2 separate regions of the Rattus norvegicus genome follow, and region 2 is linked to region 1. A link is a contact called in public Hi-C data. All regions are on one chromosome and are shown on one strand. The core of a region is the stretch at or near the end of the contact, and the rest is flanking DNA. Distances in the headings are between cores, read along the strand shown. Region 1 overlaps LOC102546462 (a long non-coding RNA gene). Region 2 overlaps LOC102546462 (a long non-coding RNA gene).

Region 1 (7,391 bases), core at 1,963-4,462:
CCCCCCACACGGGGAGACAAAGGACCAGCTTCCCTCCCTTAATTTGAAATACTAATACAGTTCATGGTGGTGGTCTGCAGCTGTCTCCAACTGGGCTCCCTTCTGGCCTCTACACTGACTGCTCTTTTTCCTGGGAGCGATCATCCTCCATAATCATTTGAGAGAGAGTCTTTATCTCAGTTAGACACCATTGCTTGGAGAGAGCTCTTCTTCCTTGCCTGAGGAATAACGAGTCCTTTTGTTCAGTGTGTTTCTGCTGCTCTGTCACTGAGCATATCTGCCACATGCCATCTCTGGCTCCAGCGAGAAAATAGCTTCAGATCTGTAGCTGTTACTGTACACCTGGTTCATCCAAAACAAACCTCTTCCATCTTGTCTAACCCCTCCCGTCTCTGTCCATTCAGCCTGGCTGGCCTATTCTTTAAACTAAATAACCATACTTTTAACAACCAAGGCTTGAATTGCAGGGACGCATTCTCTCACTCATTCATCCCGCAGTTAGAGATCTCGGAACCTCTAGCCTCTGCTGGATCCACAGGATATGGTTACGCACAGACAAGGTGCAGCACCTACTCTCCAGAAACAGTCTAGGGGGCCAAAGGAGCAAGAAAATGGGTGATTGAAGTGGGATTTGTGTTCTGCGCTGCAATATGATGCTATGGGAACATGGAAGAGAAGCCCTCGAATCATAATAGAGGTCAAAATGACTTGTTCTTCATTGTGACTGACCTAAAGCAGGAATATACAGAATAGACATCCCCCTCAGCACACTATCAAATAGAGCTGTTGATTCAAGTAACCAAGGGTTACAATGCACAAAGATGTGTAGGCTTGAGCACAAAGAATGGTTGCTTAGTGATGGGCAAAAGAGAGAGAGAGGGAGGCAAAGGACGATGCTGGGCTGTAGCTTTTCTCCCACTCGTGTGCTCGCTTCCTGGGGCCTAAAGAAGAAACAGCTGAATTCAGTGGTGTTTGGCTTGAGACTAGCCAGCTCAGCGGTGATCAAAACTGAGTTCTCCCCCTAGCTGCCTCACACAAATGCATGGCTCAAAAACATGACCAGGATGGATTGGGCTCCCCGCATAGTTGTTGCTTATTCCTGTGGGGCCGTGCATCCATCTACTCCTGCAAGACATGCAGAGGTTATATCGAAGCGTGAGTTTAGGGATGCTAATTGTCCTCTGATGCTATTAGTGTAGTTCGTGCTAATGGGAAAGTAATTACCACCCTGTGCCTCTCTGAGCATGTTCATTGCCCTCTTGTGGTTATGGAGCTACTTGGCTATGGATCATAATGACTTAAGATAGGAGGGCTGTTATTACTCTGGCTACGCAATGGGGGAGGGGGTCAGAAAGGAGAAGGTGTTTGAGGGAGGATAGGGACTGAGGAGCACTTGATTTATTTTTCTGTGGTAGAGGTAGCTTCTCAGGTATCAGACTGGGACATCCTAAAGCATTAGTGGCTTGGTGACTCAAGGTGGCTCTTAGGTATCGGTGCGTTCTGTTGGCGATTGTGCAGTGCGTACTGAGCACTAAAGACAGGTGTATGTTCTGTGACACCACCCCCTTCCTTGAATTTGAATCCCTGGGGTCAGTCCAGATTTCTCCATCCCATATATTCTCCAGGGCTCTGCCTCCATCGCTCTCAAAGCCCAGCAACCGCATCTCCAGGCGTCTCTCTTGTGTTGCCTCCTCTCTGGCACTGACCGTGTTCTGTGCATGCATCTCGTCTCTCACTATGGACTACTGATCTGAATCACAACTTGGCTAGCTTCCACTACCCTATTCTCGGAGCATTCTGAGCCACTGATCGTGAGGGTTCCCGGGACAAACTTCTTCACGCAGGTATCACTGGACAAATATATAAAGTTCCTAAGACACACTCAGCCACACAGTTAGAAAGGCTCCAGCCATACATCTCTCTACTTTGTTCTCCTTGCTGTCTTCCGTGTGTATTGGCTGAAGAACCACGAAGCATTGCATGGTCTCTGACTTTGAGACCCTCAGAAACCTTTGACCGATGGCTTTTGTCAAAGCTTTCTGCAGCCTTAACACACATACAATCGCACTAAAACACCTTGACTTGTTAGGTCACCTCTTTCTAATTCTGTCTGGCTTTTCTTCCTGCAGTCACCCACCCTTTGGTAAATTGTTATTTGTCTTTCCAACATCAAACCTTTCACCAACTAAGACTGTATGTGTCCTTTGTCATCCTCCCAACAGCCCTCTCTGTGCCTTCTCTGTGCCTCTGTACCGTCCTCCTAAGGCCCTTCCCATAGCCGCCCGCAGCACCATCTTTTTCAGTCTTACCCTGTGATGTAGAGAGGCATGGTTTCTTCCAGTCTCTACCTCTAGCCCAGTTGAGGACATGTGAGAGATGGTTTTTTATTCAGTGGCTTCCTGCTGTTTCTGTCTCAGCATGCTCTTTCATGCAATAAATGGTTCCTACAGGCCGGCTGCAGATATCTCTCTGTACCGGAACCTGTCTTTCCTCTGGGCACTCATCCTAGCTGTTGACTGAGCACTTGGGTCTGTCCTCCAGTTCCAGTCTCGTTTGGCTAAGGTTTGTCTTTGCTGCCTACCAGCTCCAGGGGCACAGAAAGATGTAGTGGGTTCTAAGGAGGGGAGTAAGGGATGAGATCCCAGGACTGCTCACACAGACCTGCTTTTACTGCCATTTAAACACCGTGATTAGTCAACTCAGCCCCCACTCAGCTCCCTGTGCACGTTCCATAGTTCTCAAGGCTACATGGAAAGGCAGGAAAAAAGTAGAAGGCAGAGGGAGAGATGGGGAACTATCTTTCCCCCCTCAGGCCACTGTGAGAACTCGTTATTACACATAGAAGTTATGTATCAGGGCCACTAGGGATATCGAGGCATGCTACCTTACGTGGCACCCAGGGAGAGTCCCTTACAGCTCCCCCCAGTATCTATTATCCCTCTCCTCCTTTGTGGGAAAGAAACCCCTGACCTTTAAGCTTCAGTTAAATCCCTGGTCTCTTCCAGTAAATCAGCAGCCTCCTCTCCCTTCCTCTTGTTTTGTGACACCTGTTGACTGAGGGACACAAGGTCGGCATTCCCGCACCCTTGTGGTTGTGAGGTAATTGGATATTATCACTTTCTCAGAATGTCTTTACAGTCATGAGGAGCTGAGCCACGCTGCCTCCTGGGAGCTGACTGTGTGGTGAGATAAGATGACCACCACATTCCGTTCCAGGCCCATCATCCAATCACTCTTCCAAAGAGGACAGCTTTGTGGAGTCTCTGAAGGGAGTAACAGTCTAAAGCACTCAGCTCAAACAGAATTCCATGCATAACACCCATAACCCGTGCTTCCAATAATCTGTCTGGGTATGTGGTGTGTCAACAATTTCGGGTCTCACTTCCTGCTTCTGTTTTCATCACCAGCCTCCTTTGGAACTTAAAAAAAGGCATAGGCATCTTGTAGGTGACGGTACAAACCCCATTACCAAAGATCTTTCTCGCACACTGTTTGCTATGTAGAAAGCATATATTGACGTGTGCCTCTCTGTATTAGTAAGGTTGCCTGGTGTGACAACTCCTCTCACACATTTTTATCTGTTTAAATCTTAGGTAGATTACTCAACTTTTCTGTGCCTGAGAAACGGGGGTAACATGCTGGGATGTGCCACACAGGTTTTGTGAAGATTGAATGACTCATTTAGAATAATTTCTATCAAATTATTAACACTATTGTTTATAGGTCACCGTAGAGGGGTATTTTTGCCTTTCTTTATTTTTGCCGTTGCTATGGACTCCATGATCTTTCTTCTATGTAAGAACTCACAGAACCCTTGAATATGTCCTTTGACTCCCTTAAGTATCTATAACTCTGAGAATCTCTAGTTTTGCAGAGTTCCACACCAGAAGACGAAAGACTCTGGGGAATCTGCAGTTGTGGATAGACTCCCCTGAGAGAGGGGTAATGACTGAGTGGGGCCGATGGTCCAATAGCTAGGGTGGGCAGTTCCTGAAGAAGCTCGCGGTTGGTGGGGATTGGTGGGGTAGTGCGGTAGTTGGCTGAGTGGCAGACACATTAGCCAACAGGCAGTGGGGCAGACTGTGATAAAGATACCAGGCCCTGAGCTAGGGAAGGAGAGGAAAGGTTTGCCTGCATTGAACAGGCACAGACAAGTTTCCCGGGAGAAATCAGAAGGTGGGGGACTCGGAAGAATGACCGCGATTTTCAGGGCCAATGAGAATTCTGGCACCTTGTTTTCCCTGGTCGTTGTTGTTGTTTTTTGAGACTTTATTCCTGAGCTGCTCTGAGCCCAGTCTGGGGGATTGCTGCAAAGGCTTATCACCACATTCTTCTTAAAGCACTTGGAGAATTTCCTACCACCACGGGACAATGACCACATTAAACTTGACCTTCAAGACACAGCGGATAGGGGACTCTGGCCTTTCTGATCGCTGGTTCAGCGCTATCTCTGGCCACTGCCACCTTCTAAAATCTTCAGTTAGTGTGGTTAACATTAATATGTGAACTGGATGAGGGCGAATTATTTCTAGAATTATCAGCAATATTCTAGACTATAAGAAGCCCTTCCTATCTAAAGGGCAATTAAAAACAACCCTTTTCTTCCTCGATTAGTAATCTACCTCGGATGGAAAAAGCTAGTGTGAGCACCCTGGAGTCCGAGATACCTTTGAACTACCATATACTGCCTCTGGTCCTTTCATTTATGGAACAGCTCCTGTTGTCTCACATCTTTACCTTTTCCAGGTACTTCTAAGAAACATCCAACATTACATGGCAAAACATTTACAAATCAAAAACATTATCAACATTCCTATGCCGATGTGCCCACGGTGAATTAACTGTAAAATAATATCCCGGGCCATGTAGAACCTCTATTTTATATGCAGTGAGTAACATCTGAGGTTAATCTTATCAGGCATGGTTTTAAAGTACTTCATATGCGCGTGTGATTGTGCGTGTGTGTGTGCTGTGTATGTATGTGTCTCTGTTTATGTGTGTGTATATGTGTGTGGTGTGCTGTGTGCATATGAATGTTTGTGTCTGTGTGTGCTGTATACGTGTGTGTGTATGTATTGTGTGTCTGTGTGTCTGTATGTTTCTCTATATGTGTCTGTGTTATATGCAGTGAGTAATATCTGAGGTTAACCTTATCAGGCATGTTTTTTTTGTGTCAGTATGTGTATATATTTGTGCATATCTCTTTCTGTGCATCTGTGTATTGTGTCTCTGATTTTATATTTGTATGTGTACACTTTTTGCAGCTAACTTTAGATGAAACAATGTTCATTAATGAGTGAATTGTGGATTTACAGATGGCCACCAAGGATATGAAACTAGAACAGAGCAAAATATGCAAGTTGTCAAATCAGTAGGGCAACAAAGAACCTCCCCAATCCACAAATGTCAAGAGCAAGGCTCAGAAAGCTAAGCTATTTGAGTTGAAGACATTGTTACAGAGTGGCAGAAGCAGCTTTTAGTGTTAAGGGTGTTTCTCCTAATAACATAATTCTTGAAGCAAGAAGATTTAATTACCGTGCTTTCGACCGAGAACAAGCCTAGAGAGAAAAGAACTCTTGCACTCGCTCTCCTTCGCCTCCTCCTCCCCCAGGCAGTGATCTCTGAGGCAGGCTGTTCGTATGCACAGGCTAATTTTACCAACAACTCTGGAAAGCTGCACTTGTTAGGAACATAGTCAGAAAGCAGTTGACGTTGTGAGACTTGAGTTCATGTTTGCAGGCATCTAATGGAACAGTGAACTCAGCGCCCGGCTTAGGGAAGCAATCTGTCTCCATGGCAGGGGAGACACTGGGGAAAGACATCCTAGACCATGCCTCTGTAGAGCCAATTCTCCAGTCGCACTAGTCAGTTCAAAGGTGATCAGCATTCAGCTGTGGATGAGCTCTGGGGGCCAGGATACCCGAGAAAGGTGCACAGGCAAACACCCTTACATTCCGGAGCCTGACCCCGCTCCCGTCTTCTGACTTGCATCTCTCTGTGTAAGCAGTGAAGCTAGACTTCCCAGGTTCCTTCTTCTGGGATCTGCAACTTGTTGTGTAATGGTCTTTAGTCTGTGTGTCTAACCCCATTTCACTAACTGGGGATAACACCTGACACAACCCTTGTAGGATGATGTAAAAATGAAATGAACTCCTTTAGGTGAATACCCTTGGGCCGGCGTTCTGACGTGTTATATGTCCTCTTGTTACTATTATTGTTACCTATTGTTTCTTGGTCATAGAAGGAGGGTGTATATTTTAATTTTTTCAATTGTGTTCTTATAGGAGAGGGAAGAATATCCAAATTATCTGAGGTACTCAATAAAATATGATTTCCTCTCCATCTTCTGTCACCAGCTTTCTGGAAATCAAGGTACTATAGGTCCAGGGTGATATACATACATACACACATACACACATACATACATACATATATACATACACACATACACATCATACATACATACACACATACACATATACATACATGTGTGCACACATACACATCATACATGCATACACACACACACACACACACACACACACACACACACACATTTTTATCCTGACTCTTGACCTTACTGTTCATAGGAACCCTAACTTTTAGAGATTTTTCTGCAGTCTAAAGGGTATTTTTGTGCTGGGAAGATTACCAGGGTAGTGGATGGTTGGGTTGGGCAGAGCACATGTTTATTTTACTTTTTTATTGCTGTGATAAGATACTATGACCAAAGCAGCTTCTAAAAGGAAGAGTTTGTTTTGGACTTACAGTTTCAGAGGTTGAGAGACCACGAGGGTGCAGAGGAGGCAGTGGGCAGCAAGAAGCTTGAACAGTGTCAGAGAGCTTATGGAGAGCTATGTCTCAAACCAGGCAGAGAGGGTTAACTAGAAATGGGCAGGTCTTTTGGAACCTCAGAGTCCCTCCAGTCCCCCCTTGTAGTGGCACACTTTATCCATCAGGGTCATCCCTCTTAGCCCTCCCCAAACCCAAACAGCAACCAACTGGACACTATGTATTCAATTCCTGAGCCTATGGGGAACATCTCATTCAAGCAACCACAATATGATGTAAACTTCATCTCCTGTCGAGAGAGAGAGAGAGAGAGAGAGAAAGAGAGAGAGAGAGAGAGAGAGAGAGAAAGAGAGAGAGAGAGAGAGAGAGAGAGAGAGAGAGAGAGAGAGATTGAAACCAACCCAGTGTACAGTCCCGACATCCTTCCACTTTATACTCTAGATCTGCAGATGAGCCCCTTAAAGCCACCGATGATATTATAAAGACTGTATGTATTTGGGGCCACTAAGACCTTGCAACTTCAATTTTAATTGCACAGTGTTGCATGTATTTATGGGCAGCTGCCTTTCAATAATAATCTGTGAGGCTGTGTTTCCAGG
Region 2 (7,391 bases), core at 3,051-5,550, 100 kb after region 1:
TGTGTGTGTGTGTGTGTGTGTGTGTGTGCGAGCGCATGTACGCGTGTGCTCGCACGCATGTATGCGCACGCAACAGGGGCTTATTAATGACAGTGGTAGTCCAACTAGGTCCTTTGAAATAATTCAAGGATTCTTACCTGTTCAGGCCAAGAAGCAACATCTCTTTGGGAATGGATTAGCACAAGTCACCCATCATTTTTCAACAATTTCCAGGAAGGCAGTTCAAACTGATGATAAAATCTAGAAAGAACTAGAGTTAGATGGGGGAAAAAGTTCTTGTGAGGTGGCTAAGGAATATCCATGGGAAAGAGGAAGAGGAATTGTCCAAATGTAGATTGGTCTACCTATCTATGCATCTGCCTATATTCATGCTTCCTTCTATGTCTGTGTTCATGTGAATGGAGCTTTCTTGCTCTGGGCCAAATGACAATTCTTTTATTAGACTAAAACGCCTCATTCAGCAATGATCCCATCAAAGAAACTAGACTTTGTTGCATCGGTAAAGAGTTTAAGAGCTATGCTGGCCTGGGCAGGAGAGAGAAACACACAAAAGGAAAAAGGAAAAACTGAACTTTAAACATCACAATCTTGAGGCACTGGGTAAAGTTTGTAAATGTCACAAGTGACATGGTGTTATTTCATTCTGATGCTTTCCCGGAGCTGCCATCCTCCTTCGAGTCTTCAGAGGGATTTAATTTTGATCTTTTAGAAATGTTCTTTTCTTCTGAAATGAAAAATTTGTCATGGAAACAGAATCAAATGTAAAATTGTGTGGGCATTAACAGTTCCCCAGACTAGTTAGAATTCTCAAGCTCCATCCTTGCGTTCTGTGCTGGTGTCAAGGAGACCAGGGGGCAGGGGCAAGAATGAGGCAACATTTAGGAACGTTCCCTCTCGAAGGGGGCTGTACAAATTTCAACACCCAATCAGTATTTCAGCAGGTGTGTACCTCATGGAGAAAGACTAAGACACAGACATAGATCTTGCATAATGCATGATATCTACATACATGTACAGTCATCTATGTACATGCATATCCACTCTTCTACACATGTATTGTATATCTATACTCCCACATACAATTTTTTTATTGGCGAAATCTTGGAAGTGAGATTTGAGTAAGCTAAGTGGAGGCTTATTCTCCCCTTCTACTTTGGTTTGGATGTTGTCTGTTTCCATCGAGATTCCAATTTGCCAGTGGACGTTACAAGATTGATGGTGGTGGTGGAATAAAAGGTAACTAGGTGGTGAAGCAAGTATCAGAAGCTGGCAAAATGCACGTGCACTGGGAATGACAAAGCATCCATTCATAACAGTCTGTGATACAGTGAGCAGAATCAGGTAGAAAACAGCACAGGACTGCCCACTGAGAATGTTCTAGATTTATTTTATGAGTCAAAAATACGCATCTTTACTTCATGATGTACACAGCCTCTCATCATAACAACAGAAAAGGGACTGGTACTGATGACATCATCTTTATTATGGACCCTCAACCTTTTATTTCTCTTTATTGTCCCCTTTCCCTTCCACTGGCCACAGCCTTCTCATGACTGGTTGAGCTGCTAGCTGTCCTGAATGGTTCAACTGGACTGGGAGTACAAAGACAGAGATGACATTTCTCCAAAGCTGTTGCCCCTCTCTTCCCCACTTTAAGTCCTTGTTCATAGTCATGCAAAATGCATTGGCTTTTACTCTGATTTTCCAAACCCCACTGGAAAATATGATTATAAATGCCTTTCCCTTTCTTGAGATTATCTACAGAGCTATCTGAGAAAGTCAGAAGTTAAACTGACCTCCTTTGGGGAGTGAAGATCTCTGAATTCCCTGTAGGGTAACAAAATATATCAAACAGGAGATGGTTGGGACCAGCTTCTTAATTTTACAGATGAGAAGATTGAACCCTAGAGCAGCTGGGAGGTTCTCGGTCTCACAGCTGGCCTGTGCCCAACCGGAGCATAAATTTGTCGTTTCTTTGGTCTCGAAGGCTGACATTCTTTCTCCTCAGCTATACTTACTCTTTGAAGAGGGGATGAAAGGGGGATGAAGAGGGGATACTTTCACGTCTGTTGCTGCATTTCTTTGGGAATCACACAATCATAGGCGTTAGATGATGCACACACATATCCCCATTTGTTATTTATTTTCTCACATTTTAGACAGCAGAGAACCGAAGAACTGAGTCCTGACACCCAGAACTGCAACAGCACTGGTCAGACTGTGCTTCTTACAGGGCAAGCGCTCAGTACAGGCATCTGGCGGATGAATGGGAGTCACAGGAAAGGAGCATCAGAATTTGGGTCTCCCTCAGTTGGCAGGGCAGCTCACATCGAGCACAAGGGCATAGTGTCTGCCCATCCCCCAAGTCCCCCCACTAAATAATACAAGCACTCAAACCAAAACAAAGCAAAAACACGTTCAATAGTGATGGCGATTAATGCCATGCTGATCAGTCAGAGAAACAGATCAGTTCAGCATCTTACAGAGGTCCCTGCATGCTGCCGCTTTTGTTTGTTTTGTTGTTGTTTTGTTTTGATTTATTTTGTTTTGTTTTTGGTTTTGTCTAGCCTCTTTAAAACTTCTCTGAATTTCTTCTGTGGCTCTTCATTCCTGCCCAGGGAAGCTGCTTTATCCGCAGGAATCTTGTTCTCCCCATATGCTTTTGAAAGTTCTTCCCAGGATGTCATTCAGTGCATAGGACTGAATGCAAGGGACGGATGCATCATTCCTTCCACAGTCAACTCCACCCTTACTTTCTGGGGATGCTGCGTGAGGACAGTCTTGGCCAGGAATCAAACAAAGCCATACCAGAGCCTGGCTTTGGCTTCTTCTCTGGAAATGCAGAATGAACACACAGGATTTTAGCAGAGCCCGTTACAGCCAGTAATTGAAAATGATGAAGTGTTTTCAAGATCAGCATCTCAGATCACTCATTTATGATTGACCTAGAAATAAATCATTTATTTTAGGTTTAGGCCTTAAAAATAAAAAGCAAAATCAAAGCTCGATGCTTTGTTTTCATGGTTCTCTTTACGTCAGGAAAGGAGATGAGGGACAGCACTGTGGGCTTTAGTGGGGACGGCAATCCAACACTATTTTCCTTTCTTTGTTGGTAACATTTTCCTAGCTGTATCCACTTCCATTTTATGACTCAATTTACTGTGTTTAAAATTACACCACATTCTTCCTGCAGTGCGTAGGTCAACTATATGTACCATGTATACAGTGGGAAATTCTTCCTCACAGATCTGGAGAATGCTATGGACTTTGTATTTGTGTCCTTGTTGCCATGGTGACTAGAAAAGGGCAAAACCAGGGCCTCAGAAAGTGGAGTGGCTAGGCAAACAGGATATCATGACTCGGTGTGCACCTCAAGTGCCTCAAGAGGTGGATTAAAACGTCTTACAACCGCTGTCATAAAATTCACTTTCCATTTCTCCTCTGTGGGTTATTGCCTGATATACATATTCTCAAAACAATCACTTCACTCAGCTTGGTCCTTCCCCTGCGAGGTACAGCTTGGTGGCCATTTCTCTCTGATGCTAGTCTCTGCAAATCCAGGAGGAAGGCGGTACAGCCACATGTGAAGAAGACACACCGATGAGAATAGCTATAAACCAGGCTATTTCCTTGAAGCCTTTCACTTCAAATCCATTTCCATGAGAATAATAAAGCATTCTCTCTGCTTGTTTAAGAGGTTGCTAAATAAACGTGGGCAACGCGTAACAACACTGAGGTGTTAAACATTTACCAGCTGTGAGCATACAGCCTGTTCTTTATGTTGGGCAATGGTTCCCTGCTCCCCAACTCAATATTTCTTCATATATATACTTTAGCTACCCTTTGCGTTGAACTTAAAGGGCTTGTCCTCAAAAGTAACTTTGGATATGGGTAGAGAATGTCACCCTTGCCAGGCCCAGGACTGTCACAGCAAAGGCGAGAAGAGAACATTTCCTACCCTCATCTTTTCTATTTCTAGTTTCATTCAAACGTGGGCTGCGGGAGAGCCTTCATGCAGCGCTTCCCTGTCCCCTCTGCCCATTGCATAGGACTAACAGTATGTCCAGGTCTTCTAATCCGTGGTTGAACTTTTAACTTCCAGCCTAGTATGTACGTTTTCCACAATCTTGTTGTTTTTCTCAGTGTATTTTCATGTAGACAATATAATGGACATTAAGTCATAGGACTACATTTAAGTGTTTATTTCCTGCTCTTAATATAATTTCATACTAGATACACTAGTGAATCAAAAATATTTTAGCTGCTATCCTGGCCCCTCTTCTGCCATCTGGTGGACAAATGAGGAAGCGGTGGGGATTAAATAAAAGGACGTAGCTTTTTTCTTTATGAAACCCGTAAGTGCTTCTATTAGGAAGTGTTTAGGGGGCGTTATTCATCGAATGGTGCCCACAAAGGCTCACAATCAAACGCCATTCTCTGTGGAATAAACAAATCCAGTCGGTTGCTAGGAAGACTATTATATGTTATGGATTTGGAAGCCTCGTGGCTGGGTTAACAGAACAGTCAGTAAAATGCTCGCCTTGCAAAGAGGCCCCAACTTTAATATCCAGAACCCACTAAAAAGTAAGCTGGCTTAGAAGCCTAGCAGTGTGGAGGAAGAGAGACAAGTGGCTCCCTGGGGCTCAATGACCAGCCAGACTAGCATACTTGGTGTGTTCCAGGCCAGAGAGACACCCTATATATCAACAACAAACCAATAAAAAAAAAAACCCTTATATTCAGTAAAGGGGGATGGTGCCTGGGTAACAACTCTCCAGATTGTCCTCTGGTTCCCACATATAACCCTGCACACACTCTGTCTTTGTGCACCTTAACACGAACACACATAAACATAGAAAAGAGAAAAAGCTTCCAATGTTAGAGCTACAAAGAGGGCTACCTTCACTCATTTTAGTAGGGGTCTAATGACATTACACCCCTGACTACAGATGCTTTCCTAAGCATTACGGGAGGGAGAGAGGGAGGAAGGAGGAAAGGAGGGAAAGAGGGAGGGGAGGAGAGAGAGAGAGAGAGAGAGAGAGAGAGAGAGAGAGAGAGAACAAGAACAAGGGAAGAGAATATTTTATGTTACAAAGAAAAAAATTGAGCACATTAGTATTCCTTAAACCTTCACAAAGTCAGTCTCTCTCTCATATTAGACTTAGGACCTTGGACATGCAAGGTGAGCAGTCTACACCTGTGAAAGATGTTTTTATGAGAAAATTATCCCTGCGTACATCTACATTTTTAATCAAATTTATTATTGCATGATTTGTAATATCCAAATTGTTGCCAGTTTGGGGAAAGTGGTAGCCCTTCTCAAGTGAGCTCGAATAAGCTTGATGAATTTCCCCATGGGTAACCAAACCTGAATTCCTATCTTCCACCCAAACTCATAAAACAGAGACAGCCAGAGTCATCCAGGCAACATCATGCTTGCTAACTATCCCATCTATTCTGCGAGCATTCTGTATGCAGAGTGAGTTTGGCTGAAAACACTACAGGACAAAGGACAGGCTGTGTTAAGAATAACTTGGAGCTCTTGGTTTGGTCCACTGCCACATGCCCTTTGATTTTACAAGGACATTGAAATCTGATGAAGGTACATTGTCAAATTCCAGAATCATTACTCATGGATAGTAAAAAAAATGGTGATATAGCTGGTACACTCCAATGGGGCCCTTGAAATTCTAGCCCTGCTTCCTGACTCCTCCACTTAGCATCCTCTTGGCCATAGCTAGAGTACACATCCAGTCAGAAATAACCTAGGCTTAAAGAGGGGGTGGGAACTCCATGTTTAACATTGCTGATTATAATAATCAATGGGATATTTTGACTACCTTGATATGGGATGCTTTTCTAAACAACATGAAAATTTCTGTTGGCCAAAAATAGACTTTAAAATTATAGCCTCTAGACTTTGTAGTGGTTTCTCTACACCATTTCCCTCACCCCCCCCATGCCCTCCCCCAGATTCTCAGCCACTATGGCAATGTGAAAAGTAAATGTATTTTCACAGTTGACTCCAAAAAACCTCTGTGTTGTTGTTGTTGGTGGTGGTGGTTGTTGTTTTCTTGTTGTTGTTTTTGTTTTGTTTTGCTTTTTTCTTTGTTGTTGTTGTTGTTGTTGAGTGCCGGCAATTGACCTCATGCAATATTTTGCCCATAAGTGGTACGCTGTGATCCTCCAGGATCAAAGTTACCTGGAGCCAGTAGGCATTTCTGAATATTGGATCAACTCCTTTCTTTTATTGAAGTTGATAATATGGTAACTAAAATATTCTGAAATAACAGTGTAACACTTGAAAGATGAAGAATTACAAAGGAGCTGAATCCAAACCCATTTGTTGTGGCACACACTGAGAGATGGGAACCCGAACAATAGCTTTTGTAAAGGAAACAAAGTTTCCTGTCCCTGTTGCCAGTTTTAATAAATAAAACATCAGAGCCATTCCTTAGAAATCTGTTCAACAACTGTTTGACTGGGTAAGATGTAAGTGCTAGCCACAAGACGGGACTGTGGGTCACTGCTGGTGACACAGGGTGTTTGACCTTTAGTTCCAAGGCTCGCAGATTATGTTGATGACAGACACAGGGGTAAGGCTAGAAAGCATAATCACAAGCAAAAAATAATGTGCACATTTATTGAGCCAAATTTACCAGCGCTAAACTAAGAATGAATACACACACACACACACACACACACACACACACACACCCTGGGCAAGCAGTGATTTCATTTGAAAGATGTAGTAGTTTGTGGTAATCGATATAGGGGTTATAATGTGTTATAGTTAAAAAACACCTCTGAAATGTTGGGGTACATTATGCAGACTTATGAATGTGGAATAATTAATCTTGATTGCAAACATAAAGGGTTTTAGAATGAGGGATGAGACAAACCTCTGAGTGTGCTTATGAGGGCATTTCCGGAGAGGTTTAACTGATTTAGAAAGACTCAACTGACATGGAGAAGCACCATTTCACTAGCACTGGGCCGACTAGTTATAAAGGAGAAAGCCAGTTGGGTACCAGTCTGCATCATTCTAAGCTTCTTAGCTGCAGATACAATGTAACCAGCCACCTAAATCCACCACCCCTTGACCCTGAGTATCCTCAGACCATAATCTAAAATAAAACTTCTCTAAGGTTCTTCTGTAAGATACTTTGTCACAGCAATGTGAAGAGTAAACCTTCCCATGAATCCAGAACTAATTAGTGACCAACCTTACATCGTGTGATGGCTTTACTAATTGAAGTATTGCTTCCTTTGTTGAACACTTTACATTATTCAAGCCACAGACATAGTAGCACATTCCTAAGTAACCAGTGAGAACAGGAGGGGCACTTTCACCAGCAAATGTTTATTGAAGGCTTACTTCGCTTCAGACA

What was found. Hi-C and Micro-C count contacts between places; a contact is called where the count stands out from the background.
Region 2: a contact with region 1 is called in a Hi-C map of the A7r5 cell line, with 5 times the contacts expected there. The contact joins two enhancer-like sites. A contact is called at or near these places in 6 of 12 Hi-C or Micro-C datasets (the A7r5 cell line, frontal cortex, hepatocytes and 3 more).

The regions. Positions count from the first base shown.
Region 1 is chr15:58,527,244-58,534,634 of GRCr8, forward strand. The region is part of intron 1 of LOC102546462 (a long non-coding RNA gene); the gene reads left to right. LOC134482157 (a long non-coding RNA gene) reads left to right here. Exons shown (of 2, transcript XR_010058216.1): 2 at 1-7,391. Among named protein-coding and RNA genes, the nearest start is that of Serp2, 220 kb to the left of the region's middle. Within about 2 kb of position 3,213, at least 15 of the 93 cell types and tissues checked have an H3K27ac peak or open chromatin away from gene starts, as enhancers often do. A contact at or near this core is called in the A7r5 cell line, where this site is marked.
Region 2 is chr15:58,628,306-58,635,696 of GRCr8, forward strand. The region is part of intron 4 of LOC102546462 (a long non-coding RNA gene); the gene reads left to right. Among named protein-coding and RNA genes, the nearest start is that of Lacc1, 180 kb to the right of the region's middle. Within about 2 kb of position 4,301, at least 13 of the 93 cell types and tissues checked have an H3K27ac peak or open chromatin away from gene starts, as enhancers often do. A contact at or near this core is called in the A7r5 cell line, where this site is marked.